Regions from separate parts of the Anas platyrhynchos genome. Here region 2 is linked to region 1. Evidence: chromatin contacts called from public Hi-C data. All regions are on one chromosome and are shown on one strand. Each heading gives the region's core, a stretch centred on a gene start, on an enhancer-like site or on the middle of the called end of the contact. The rest is flanking DNA. Distances are from core to core; before and after follow the strand shown.

Region 1 (5,796 bases), core at 1,810-4,309:
CACGCACACAAACTCCACAGATTTTTGTCTTAGAAATTAAAAGGAATTCAGTGCTGGTACAAATACTTTGCAAAACAATGTCCTCCAATTCCACAGTTGTGGACTTAAGGCTAGCAGTGTGGCCATAGCAAGGGGAACCACTGACTGAAGGTTTCTGGGGAGGCCAGCAAAATATCAGCAAACTGGTATTTATTTGTTAGCATTAAAAACTTCATGGGACTGCAATGAAAGTGGATGATTCCCAGTTAACTGCAGTCACTTTCTCTGTAGCAAGGAAATGCTCACACAGTTATATTGCTGAGTAAAAGACAGAGCAATGGTTTAACAAGAAGTTATAGTCCTGCTCACACTAGCCTTTTTTATGGGGTCACTTTTTACTCATGTGCTTTTTTCACTGAAATCAAAAGGGCTGTATGGATGAGATGGGATTATGAGTTCGAAACCATAAACAGTGAATTAAACACAAAGCAAAGCTCTCTCTAACTTCCGTGATGTGGGAATAGGCTGTGCGGTTCCAGCTTACTCCATTTCCCGTCAAAAGCACCATCTTAGAATTAGCAGTGGCTTTTAAAAACCTTGCTGGACAAATAAAGTTTTATAGGTTTTGGCCTTATATGTTTACTAGAACTATGCTAGTGTATTTCAGCTGAATGTATTTATCCTAAACATATGACTTTATGGAAGATGGAGTCATTTCAGCTAACTTCTTGTGGAAAAGCTTGTAATATTCAAGCTGTGGCACTCCTGACTCCAGACACAGAGAGTGATGAAGGAAACACACAGAGCAGATGACTGGAAAAATTATGTTTTCAGTAGTTTGCCATTGTGTTGAAGGACCATAGCTTAATTCCAATGAAGAAGAGAAAATTAATGCACATACGTGCAAGTATTATTGTGGCAAGAAACTATAATCTTCTGGCCAACTCTAATTGTTAAAGCTGAGAACAATGAACTGAGACAGCTAAAATAACATTACATGGTTTTCATATTAGATTACAGTAAGGATTAAGCTATTGGGAACTCACAGGACAAGCAGGACCTACAGATAGCACTGGGATGCCCTCTTTCCCCAAGGCAGGATCCACACTAATTTAGGTCATTCTGCAACCATTCCTGTGAGACTGTCCTCACATACAATGCAAATCTCGCTGCAGTTAAAGCTCGCTAGTTCTAATCCTAGCCAACACTGATATGGAAAGTGGATTATTGCCTTCTTCCTTCCACTGAATTTCTAACATTCAAACTATCAAACAAGGAAGTCAGACTCCAAAGATTTTAGGTTGAGATAGGCTTGCCTACTGTAGGAGCTGATGGATCTGCAACATTTGCATGGTTAAAAATGCCAAAATAAATTCTTTCTTAAACTATGTTTTCTCTCATGTGGGTGATAGTGATAATTCGAGCAAAATATTCTTTTGATGTTGCTGAAGGTTCTGCTTAAATTCTAAAAAGCAGCACCCTAGCCTAAGATGCACAGATATTCCATTAAGAGAAGAATATTTTGTATGTTTACCTCTGTCACTCATACATTGGAAAAAAAACACAACTTCTGCGTGGAAGCCATAAGGAACCTAAACATAAGCAAAGTAGTTAGCAAAAGGAAAATGGAGAAGGGCTGCTAGGCTCCAAACTGGGGGAACCCAACAGTGCCACTGAGTCAGAAACAGAACGTAAGAATACAAGAAGAGACAACGCTGTAGCAGATGGTGAGCCACGGATAAAGATCAGACATCTAAAGGAGTAACTGCAGAAAAGAAGGCAAGAAAGGTGTAAGCGAGGCCTCAGGACAGCTGTGAGCGAGAGCGTGAGGTTCAGGAGAGCACTGAGAGTGCAGAAGAAAGGTTCCGTTGAGCCGCAGGCTCTCAGTGAGAAGACAAGCCTCTGCAGGTGGGAACAGGCCTGCTTTCAGCTCTGCTTTGTCAGAATATTCTTGGTTTTAAGGGGACAGCTATTCTGGGGATTTACGTGCTTGTTAGCTTTACCCACTCCCAGCTCGTTATCATGAAAACTTCCCCATCAAGCCCAAGGGAAACTGCTGAAAGGAGAAGGACAGACATCTCCTTCAGGTTGTTTGGATAAAGCAGGAGCAAGGCTCTCCTGCCCTGCTCCCCGAGCTGGCCCCAGCAGGTCTCTGCTCACCATGCTTACTGCCCACAGGTCACGCCGGCAGCGTTGTGGTGACCGTTCCTGAGAAGATAGTGAATGTCACGACGGGCGGCAACGCAACCCTCCTCTGTACGTACACAAGTTCTCAGCCGCTGGGAAATTTCTTTATCCAGTGGAGCTTTTACAGTGCCAAAGAGAGCCAGCTGCACACCGTAAGATATTTATTTGTTATTAATTTGAAGATATGTTTAAGATGTCCTGATGTCCTTAAAGAATCTTGTTATGTTTTATAGCGTTATCCTTGCTAATCCTGGGGGCAGGTAACATTGGTGTTCCCACAGTAAAGACAAAGGACTGAGGTGCAGTGAATTTTAGGGCAGATGTACAAAGCTACTGAGGCTCCCAATTCCTACTGCATGCCTGGGCTCTCATGGAAACTTATGAGAAGGTAGGAGAGGCATTCAGATGCTTCAACAACTTGCTCTAAGTCACACAGGAAGCGTGACGTGGAGTAAAGCTGAGGTGTCCAAAAATCACACAAGTGCTCTGGCCCCTGGACTAGCTCCCTTTTCTCTTGTCTGGCAGACACTTCCTCCTATTGTGAACGTGGTTTTCCTGGTGAGACGCCCTTGCCTATGACAATGCGTTCCCCACCTCAGGGTCAAATGCGAGCTCCATTAGCGCTGCTATTGGGTGGCTCGGACAAGAGCAGTGCGTAACAGACCACCAGCCCAAGTCAGCAGCAGTAGTGGGAAATCTGCCCCAGTTAACTTGGGTTAGCATTTCGCAGCATCCCGTGGGTGTCACTGCAGTAGCAGAACAATTACAGATCAAAGGCAAGTGCTCCCTGCCCTTCCTGAGACCAGCAGCTCCCCCTGCAGCAGTGCAGCGTGGTAGGATGGAGTATCAGCATGGAGAGGGCCGCGGGACTGTGCAGGACACCAAGTACTAGGCAGCTGCCTGCTGTAAGCATTGCCCCAGCCCTTCACGTGGCTCTGAAGGCCTTGCAGAGCAGCCTGGACTGTCTCCAGGGAGTCAGGGATGGGATGTGCAACTTCTGTACATACCCACACTAGCAGTCAGACTACGAGAGCTACCAATGATTCCAATGTTTGGGTGTGAAATTAATCCAGCATAACACACAGGTTCTGAGTTCCCCTTAGCTCACCCAGCAAGGTGCTGAGCAGTCAGCAATGCTTTCCTTTATAAGAAGAAATGCTGCTTAGAAGTGTCACTGCATCCTTGAAGACTGTGACTTCTTTCGACACCCTAGTGTCACGCTTGGCCTTTAAGACAATCAGTCCGTTCCCCCTCCTTCCCCCCTAGTTTTAACATTACTGCTAACATTTTTTTCCTACAAGTTCAATTTTCCTGCTTGGTGTTACACCTGAGAACTGATGTAAACAGGTTTGACTTAGATCACTGGCACAGCCCACTCTGATGATATTCCTATCGTGTTTAACAACTTCCTAATAACATTACACTCGGAGGTTTGCCACGGCTGATAGAGTTATACCTTCTATTCAGTTTATCAATTAGAGCAGAATTAGACTGTGTGCAATTTGCAGAACGTACAGTACTTACTACATTTGGCACTGAGCAATAGCCAGTATGCAAGCAAGAGCAATTTAACACAGGTCAGGGGAACTGCTTACCCTCCTGCTGTATGTCATAGCCATTGATAAAGCCTCTAGCAGTGACAAGCACAAACAGTGGGCCCGTCCCAAGTTCTGACTCCAGCTAAATGACAGACTGATATATGCACACCTTCCTGACTAATTGTATGAGTAGTTGTTACTCATATCATTTGCTTTTTTCAAGTCAAAACTGTTCTTAAATAAAGAATTACTCACAAAAGGGTGGCAGCTTCACGTTTCCTAATTTGTACATAGAGTAATGCATTATAATTTTGATCCAGTATGTTGTAGCACAGACTTCAATCACTCCTTCAGGTGGGAAGCACAGCACCAAGACAGGATCGAGCCCATATTCTCCAGATTCAGTTACAGTCTCTCCATTTTACTTGCGTTAGATTTTCCTCATTGCAAGACAAAAAATGAAATACATTTTCTGACCACAACCAGGAAAAATAAGAAGATTATAGCTGAAAGTATTTCAGAGGGAGCATGGGACAGCATCAAGAGATCCAAGAGGGGAAAAACCATTTGTAAGCTGTGATGGATGATGAGAAAATATCCCCTAAGGAATGTAATCAGAACATACTGTGGGTGGTTTGGAATATGCTCCAAAAAAGAAAAGTAACTGATGCGAGGCTCCAAAATGCCAGGGAAATCTCACGGTTCAATCTCTTTAGCACTCAGTCCCGGATTTTGCAGCTCCCCCTGAATTCAGTGGGGAAGCTGTGCCTAGAAGGACTGGAAAAAATGCATCTGGTTTTCTCCCCATTTGGTACTAATTTCATGGTAAATTCGCTTTCACACCACAGCACATATCCATTGGTAATGGATGATCTGCACTGTCATTAAATAAAGTCGATACAATCTAGCAAGGTGATGGGGTAGTGCTAATCCCATCCTCCTTGAGGACAGAGGCAAAACTTCCCTTCACTGCAGTGCCTGTTATCCTCAGCTCTACACTCAGCGAGGCATGGAGAAAACCCTTCCCTCTGCTGATGTATTCAGAGGGTGCATGCATGTGCAGAGCTGCAGGACTGGGGTGCTTTAATTAAATTGCTTTTAGCAACCCATTCAACTCTGTATTACTTGGTCCCGAAGCTTTTTACTGCAACACAGTGATTCCTCAGTGTTTTGAACCTATTCACAACAAAAGTAATCGTGTTAATACAAACAGTGGTAAGAAAGGACTGTGACTGCTTGTGAAAAATACCAATTTAAAGAAGTCACACAACACAGATGAACATGGAATCGGATTTTCAACCTGTCTAAACCCACAGCAATTTGAGGCTGCTCTTTCCATTTCGCACTGGTGAGTTTTCTGGGTTTCAGAAAGGACAGAGTGCCTGGCAGCATGTATACTTTTCACCTACAGGTTTAAACAAAAATAATCTTTGTCTCTACAAACCTGGCTTTGCCCTGGTTGCTTGGCATGCAGCTGAAGTTAAATTTCATATTTTCTTCCTAGTAGAAAGTATATGCATGGCAACGGAAGAGACTGCCAGCTTTGGCTTACGTTGTTTAAAGAATACCAAAATCAAGTCAAAAATATATTCAATATACTGGTGAGCTGACAAAAACAATGGAATTGAACATGTTGGCACTATAGTTTACTGAATACCAGAACAGCAGCTTGCATTTTAAGTTGGATAAAATTATTAAATTTTATTATATACTTAGATTCGTCTAACACATCTCAAATAAATCATGAATACTTCCTTATAATTAGCATCTATTTTCTCCAGAAAATTTTATTAAAAATTATACTGTTATTAAAAAATTGCCATTTTTTCAACAATTAAATGGATAAATTTTCAGCTCCTTTTTTTTTTTTTTTTTTTTAGAGTAGAAAATGTCTGCCAAATATTTTAAAGATAGGAGACTTACAATTTTTCAGAAAGCTACAGAAAATACTTGTTATCTCACCTGTTACAATCCTAAATATTCCCAGCACCTCACTAAGTGCTCGCTGTCTTGAGGACCCCGTTATTCATGTGGCTAGTATAAAAAGAATTAATAGGGGCATATTCTCCATAACAAACATAATGAAATCTTC
Region 2 (5,796 bases), core at 2,130-4,629, 42 kb before region 1:
TTTTAAAGCAAACATTTTTAGGAAGGAAGGGTACTTATTTAAAATTTCCTGCTTTAGGCATTTTTTTTCAAAGTAACACTTTACTTTTTAAAAATGGACACTATTTTCACATATTTCTGTTTTCATAATTATTCATCAAACAAATGCCCAAAAGATCATTTCAAAACAGACTGTTAAGCTTCCTGAGCAACAAACATTTTTGCAGGAATACTTTCTTAAAACATACAAAAATATAGTGAGGACTTCAAAGAGCCAGAAAATCTTAAAATCTGAGTTATTTTTAACTTTTTGAAGTATTTGTAGCACCTCCTGCCATATAACAGGCAGTACTGATGTCGCAGGCTGCAGAACACATGCACACACTGAATTCTGGACAAGATCAAAGCAGGATCCAACTGCACGTATGTCAGTTCTGGCAAGTCCCTAACACATTGGCAAACTTTGTGTGCAAGTCCTTATCACTTCAAAATTCACAACTTCATATGAAAACACCAAAGCAAGGTACAGGGTCCACCATCTTCCTTTCACTCAGGCATTATTGAGGCTGAGGGAGTCACAGACAGAGCTTTACCACAGCAAATTTTTTTCTAATATAGCCACAGGAGAGTAACAAGAGCAATTCTCTCCTACACAGCTTTACAGTATGGAAACACAGGTGAGTGAGCCTGAGAAAAGAGAAGAAAACATACTGCTCCATGGAGGCACAGACCCATCATCTAAGTCAAGACCGTGCTCAGGCACTTACCATTTCACAAAAGAGTCAACTCCAGAAGGACGCAACTGCAGCAGGTCCTTGACATCTTTGACCCAAATGTGAACTTCACCAGATGGAGGATTCTTGGGACCTGCCATTTAGAACAACAGAAAAACTCTGGGGTCAGTTCCTGCAATAGCTAGCAAGAAAACAGGCATCCTGCTCCCTCAACCTGAGGGAGCAGTGATGTGACTTCTCTGCAGACTCAGTCCCCAGGAGCTCTGCATTCCTCTGCTTGGGTGCCGCAGCATTACTTGCAGCTGTGCAGCTGCAGAGGACTGCCAGTCACTGACATAACCTGCCCGTGCTGCTTTGAAGCAGGAAAGGAAAAGGCTCTGCTGGGCAAACCCGACCTCCTACCTGCCCCACAGTAAGAGGGGCTGTGTGTTGCTGCTACAGCATCACAGCACCCGACAGTGCTTGCAGTGTCCATAACAGCTGGTGAGTTTAAGTTTGTTGAACCCTCCCTCCATTTGCCCTGTTTCCTCCTAAATCCAGGTGTGAAAAGCAGATGTAGTCTGCAGGTGGCACTACTAAGCACTGGTGGTTGCCCCTCATCTCTAAGATCTTGCTCAAATGACATTACTCTTTAACAAGCCCGTATACAGATGAGGCATTGCGAGCTGCACGCCAACATGCAGGCAATGCTTCTTAATGTATGAAATGAATTTTACCTAGACTTCCTGGAGGGACGTACTTAATAGACAAATTCATCACTCCTCGATGATCCACACCATTAACAGCAGAAAGGCTCTGAAACAGAAAGAGTTATGACTGACTAAGAAAGGGCTTCTGTTAACAGCAGGGCAAACAGCTTTTGAGTTTAATGCAGGGGCACAAATGGACAAACTCTGCTTTTGTATGGCTGGGACAGCTCCTTACTTTGTGGTTTTGCTCTCATACTCAGTCCTTCAGAACCAAAAGCCTGAGGATTCAGAGCAAGGTTGCCAGGAAGGACTTCTGCCACTTCAGGCTTCAGGGTTGGGTTGGGAAGCAGGATTGGAGCTGAGCTGCACTTACCCGGGGCTTCAGCGGGTACCAGTTGAGTTTCCTGTTGCTCCAGTCCCAGCTGGCCAAGTCTATTTCAATCTCTCCCAGGAAACTGTTACGTCCCAGTGGGTCATTGTGCCAAACAGAGAGGTTTAATTTTTGGATAAGCAATACCATTTTCTCTATTTTGTACTAGAGGAAGAAAGAGAAGTCAGGTCGCTCAACTTCTTTCTCCAGTTTCTCTCACAACCCAAGGGGAGAGCAGTGCAGCAAGAGGCAGATGAAGGAGCCCAGCAAAGAAGGCAGGCTCATTCCAGACCTGCCCTGGTACCGCACGGGTTTTCAGAGCAGATAGGTGTTCTTACCCGTAACACCTCATTGTAAATGGGATTCACTGTCCTTTTCTTCACTGAGGTTTTCCTCTTACCCATTCTAGCTTTGTCTGGAAGCAGGTAAGTTTTAACATACCTGGAAAAGGAAAAAAAAATAAAAAATCATCTGGATACTGTTCAGTATTGCTATGCTCTAATAAGCAGTCAAGACTTCTGGGTGGTGACATGGGATTTATGGGAAAAAAAATGACCTGGAGTTGACTCTTTGGAGGCAAAACTAATTAAGAGACCTGCTAGGATATTAACTTGGCTTGCACTTGAAGTTATAAATTGCACTGGGGATGGGTGGATGCCACCAACATTCAGAACAAGCAGCTCTCTAGGCAGCATGGGAAGCCAGCAAGGCTGTATATCCATTTTCTGAAATGCCCACAACTACAGCATTTCTGTGTGCTCAGCATCAGGGTGAAATTAGAGAGAAGAGGTAGAATGTCTCAAGAAGCCTGATTACAAATCTCTCTATTTCAAGGTTCAAATACAAGGTTTTTTTTTTGTTTTGTTTTTTGTTTTTTTTTGTCATCTATTAAACAGAGTTCACTAGCCTTTGTTCAATTACCAGTGTGTCCTCTAATGTCACTTCTTTTCAGACTTTCTTCCCATATAAACACGTGTCTACATCACTGGTTATTACCAATGTGTATTCACCATGGAGAGACCAAGGTTCACATGGAAACATGTAGAACATATTTCAGTAATAACAGGAATTGTCCCTGTAGTGACCAAAGCCTTCTCAATCCTATTCAAAACTAAGTCAATGACAACATATTTACTGATGCCAATGGCTCCAGAACCATCAGCTAGGAAAGACCCAGCAGTAAACACACAACAGAATTCTAGAGGAAGGAAGAAATTATGGCATTTAAAAATAAAATTCATAAGAAAAAAAGAAAATTCTCTAGAACACAAAATTCAGCATCAGAAAAGCCATGAAACACCAGCGGGAAGCATCACTCACGGGTCGGATCTGCCTTTCTTCTCATCCACGACAGCCAGGTCCTTGCACTGGGACACATGAACCTGGAACTCCCGGTTCTTCTCGTCATAATCTAGTGCAAACTCCACAGTACCTTGGGCATCCACACTCCCAAAATCGCCACTGTACACACTGAGCACACTGCCACTCACCTGCCAGGTGGAGAACAAGGTCAGTGCCGCTGAAATAGGCACTGTTCAGACTTAGTTCTGCACAAAGATATGCACTGCCAGAGAAATAATCTGTTATCTCTGCCCTTCAGTAGGACTGAGTCCTTGACATGTCTGCAGCTGTGCTCGCCCAAGGGTTTGGGGATCTGAATAAAGGTCTCACAAGGATGTGCTATCCTTGACCAGCACTAAGAAGCACTGTTCTCCCAAATGCCCACTGAACACAGAAGATTTCCACCTCTAAATCCCAAAGCCTTGGGAAACAGAGCCAAATACATGTATAACTTGTGAGAGAACACATGTAACTTCCCTTTCCCTACACTAACCCCACAAACAGCTGCTTTCCTGACCCGGTCTCATCACTAAGAAACAAATATACCGAGAGAACTTGAACTATCTTTTTATATAAACTTATTATTTCTGATAGATACAGTCACCTAATTGTCATTCAATTTTAAAAATAGGCTACTAAGAACCATATCAGACTAGAAATATAGGACAAAATAATACTATCTTGTTGCTTGCTCACAAAGTGCAGAGAGCTGTGCAAAACAGAAACAGAAATAACCCCTGTCCTGAAAAGCCACTGTCCCAGCAGAGGCAGTTTGTGGGAATCTACTTGCCACAAATGCACAGGAAAATGAAGTTTCTGCAGGTATAACAGGAACGAGGCACCAAAGAGTCTCTTGCTTTCCCAAAACAAACTGCATTTGCCAACTGGCCTTCACTTTCTGTTTTCCCAGGCTTTAAGTCCTTCACTGGTAGAAAGTGATGAAACAGAAATAAAATACAGCCCCAGAAAGATGAGAATTTTCTATTGGGCCAATCACTCATGATTACTGATGGTATAACATAAAAGCTAATGCATTTTACCCAGCAAATAATTAACCCTCTTGGCACTCCTCTGTGGTACAATGCTGAGCATGTATCAAAAAACTTTCCTAGTAATTAACCCAATTCTTCTCTGTCACTCATACTTCTTTTGTTTCTCAATTTCTTTCTATGGTAACCTACAAGAATCTGCTAAACGTCTCCCCTCAGTCCTTGGAGCTACATTTATCATCCCATCAGGATATCAAATCCAAGAGAATCCTAAATGAGATCTTCAAGAACACCTACATGACTTGGACACAAAAGGCTCATTTATAGCTCCCAGACTTCACAGGCTATGAGAAAGACTCAAGCACCCCAAAGTTCAGTTTTGCTTTGTTTTTTTAACATATTTGTCTACAGTCACGACCTCTTCCTACATGCTTTGTTTCACATATATTCTTTAAATCTCACATATACAATTTGGAGATGCCTATAACAGTAGTACAGCGAATTAAAGCACTTTTAAGCAGCTCCCCAAAAATACTGTGTCTAAGGAATCCTTTTAAAATGCCTAACTAAACACGCTCAGCTCTTGTCAACTCTCCTTAGAAAGCAAACCTCTAAATCATACTGATGCTGTTCAGTTCTGAGTTCCCTTTAATTTGCTAATAAAGTGAAGGAGGAGCTTGCAGAGGTCACCAGTCTGCAGTCTCAGCTTTCTGAGAGGTGGACCACAAACAAGTCACTCACGAGCTGTGTGCCTCGTTTCCCCACCTAGAGACAGACCACCCCTCTCTCCCACATGCTGCCAGGCTTCAGAGCATCTACGCTTTGGAGCAGGGGCTATTGTTTCCTCTGAATTTGTCTAAGAATGACTCAGTGGCTCCTTAATTTGAGATGGTACCTGAAGACACTTCTTTAATGCAAGTAAGTAATTAAACATCACTGTTATTTTAATAAAGTACCATGCAGAAAGCAGCACGATACTCCGGAGGCCACATCATCGGTATCAGCCTAAATGCAGCATCACTATCCAACGGAGAAACCCTTTCTAGAGAGACGTACGCGTTAAATACCTACCGAGGAGACAGATGCCATGTCAGAGGAGTGGCTGCCAATGCTAGGCGTCTTTTTGTGCTTGCTAAATTGGAAGCTGATTTCTGAAGCCGTGTCTGATTCTGTCTGCTCAGAAAATAATAAGCATCTTTAAGCTGTGCCGTATGAGCACTTTGCAACACTAGAGAGAAAAACCAATAGCTCAGCAGAGTCCCATTAAGCAGCAAGCAGGTTAGGAGAGCAGAGGAGAATGCAGGGAATCTCCCCAGAGGCATTGCCTCCGACCGGCAGCAAACGTCATCATTAACTGCCTCCAAGCAGAGCTGCATGCAACCACCCTGGCTCTTACGAAGAGCAGGTAATAGCATGGTTTGAGGCAGAGGGAAACATTAAAACTCCTACAGGATTGAAGGGTCAAAAACAAGTACTGTCAGTGTCCTGGAAAAAGATTCTCATGAACCTGACTGCCATTTGAGGGATGCTGTGAACATCATTCCAGCCATTTCTGGTATCTATCCTACCTCAGACAACAGGAGAGGAGAAGATCTGCTCAGCTCTTTGACTCTTTCAGGTTCAAGAAACTGATGAGGTATCAGATGAGGTTTATTGTATGCTGTAAGTACAAACAGAAAAACGACATCAGGATGA

Evidence for each region. A called contact is a pair of places that touch in the nucleus more often than the background predicts.
Region 2: a contact with region 1 is called in a Hi-C map of F1 follicle, with 1.8 times the contacts expected there. The contact joins two enhancer-like sites. A contact is called at or near these places in 2 of 8 Hi-C or Micro-C datasets (F1 follicle and skeletal muscle).

The regions. Positions count from the first base shown.
Region 1 is chr10:653,939-659,734 of IASCAAS_PekinDuck_T2T, reverse strand. The region is part of intron 1 of VSIG1 (V-set and immunoglobulin domain containing 1); the gene reads left to right. All of the region lies in intron 2 of LOC101800056 (synaptotagmin-like protein 2), which reads right to left. Among named protein-coding and RNA genes, the nearest start is that of VSIG1, 15 kb to the left of the region's middle. Within about 2 kb of position 3,059, at least 3 of the 8 cell types and tissues checked have an H3K27ac peak or open chromatin away from gene starts, as enhancers often do. A contact at or near this core is called in F1 follicle, where this site is marked.
Region 2 is chr10:696,219-702,014 of IASCAAS_PekinDuck_T2T, reverse strand. It overlaps LOC101800056 (synaptotagmin-like protein 2), which reads right to left. Exons shown (of 18, transcript XM_027465545.3): 10 at 5,670-5,761; 11 at 5,173-5,274; 12 at 3,092-3,261; 13 at 2,110-2,212; 14 at 1,775-1,936; 15 at 1,429-1,507; 16 at 746-845. Among named protein-coding and RNA genes, the nearest start is that of RAB39B, 14 kb to the left of the region's middle. Within about 2 kb of position 3,379, at least 2 of the 8 cell types and tissues checked have an H3K27ac peak or open chromatin away from gene starts, as enhancers often do. A contact at or near this core is called in F1 follicle, where this site is marked.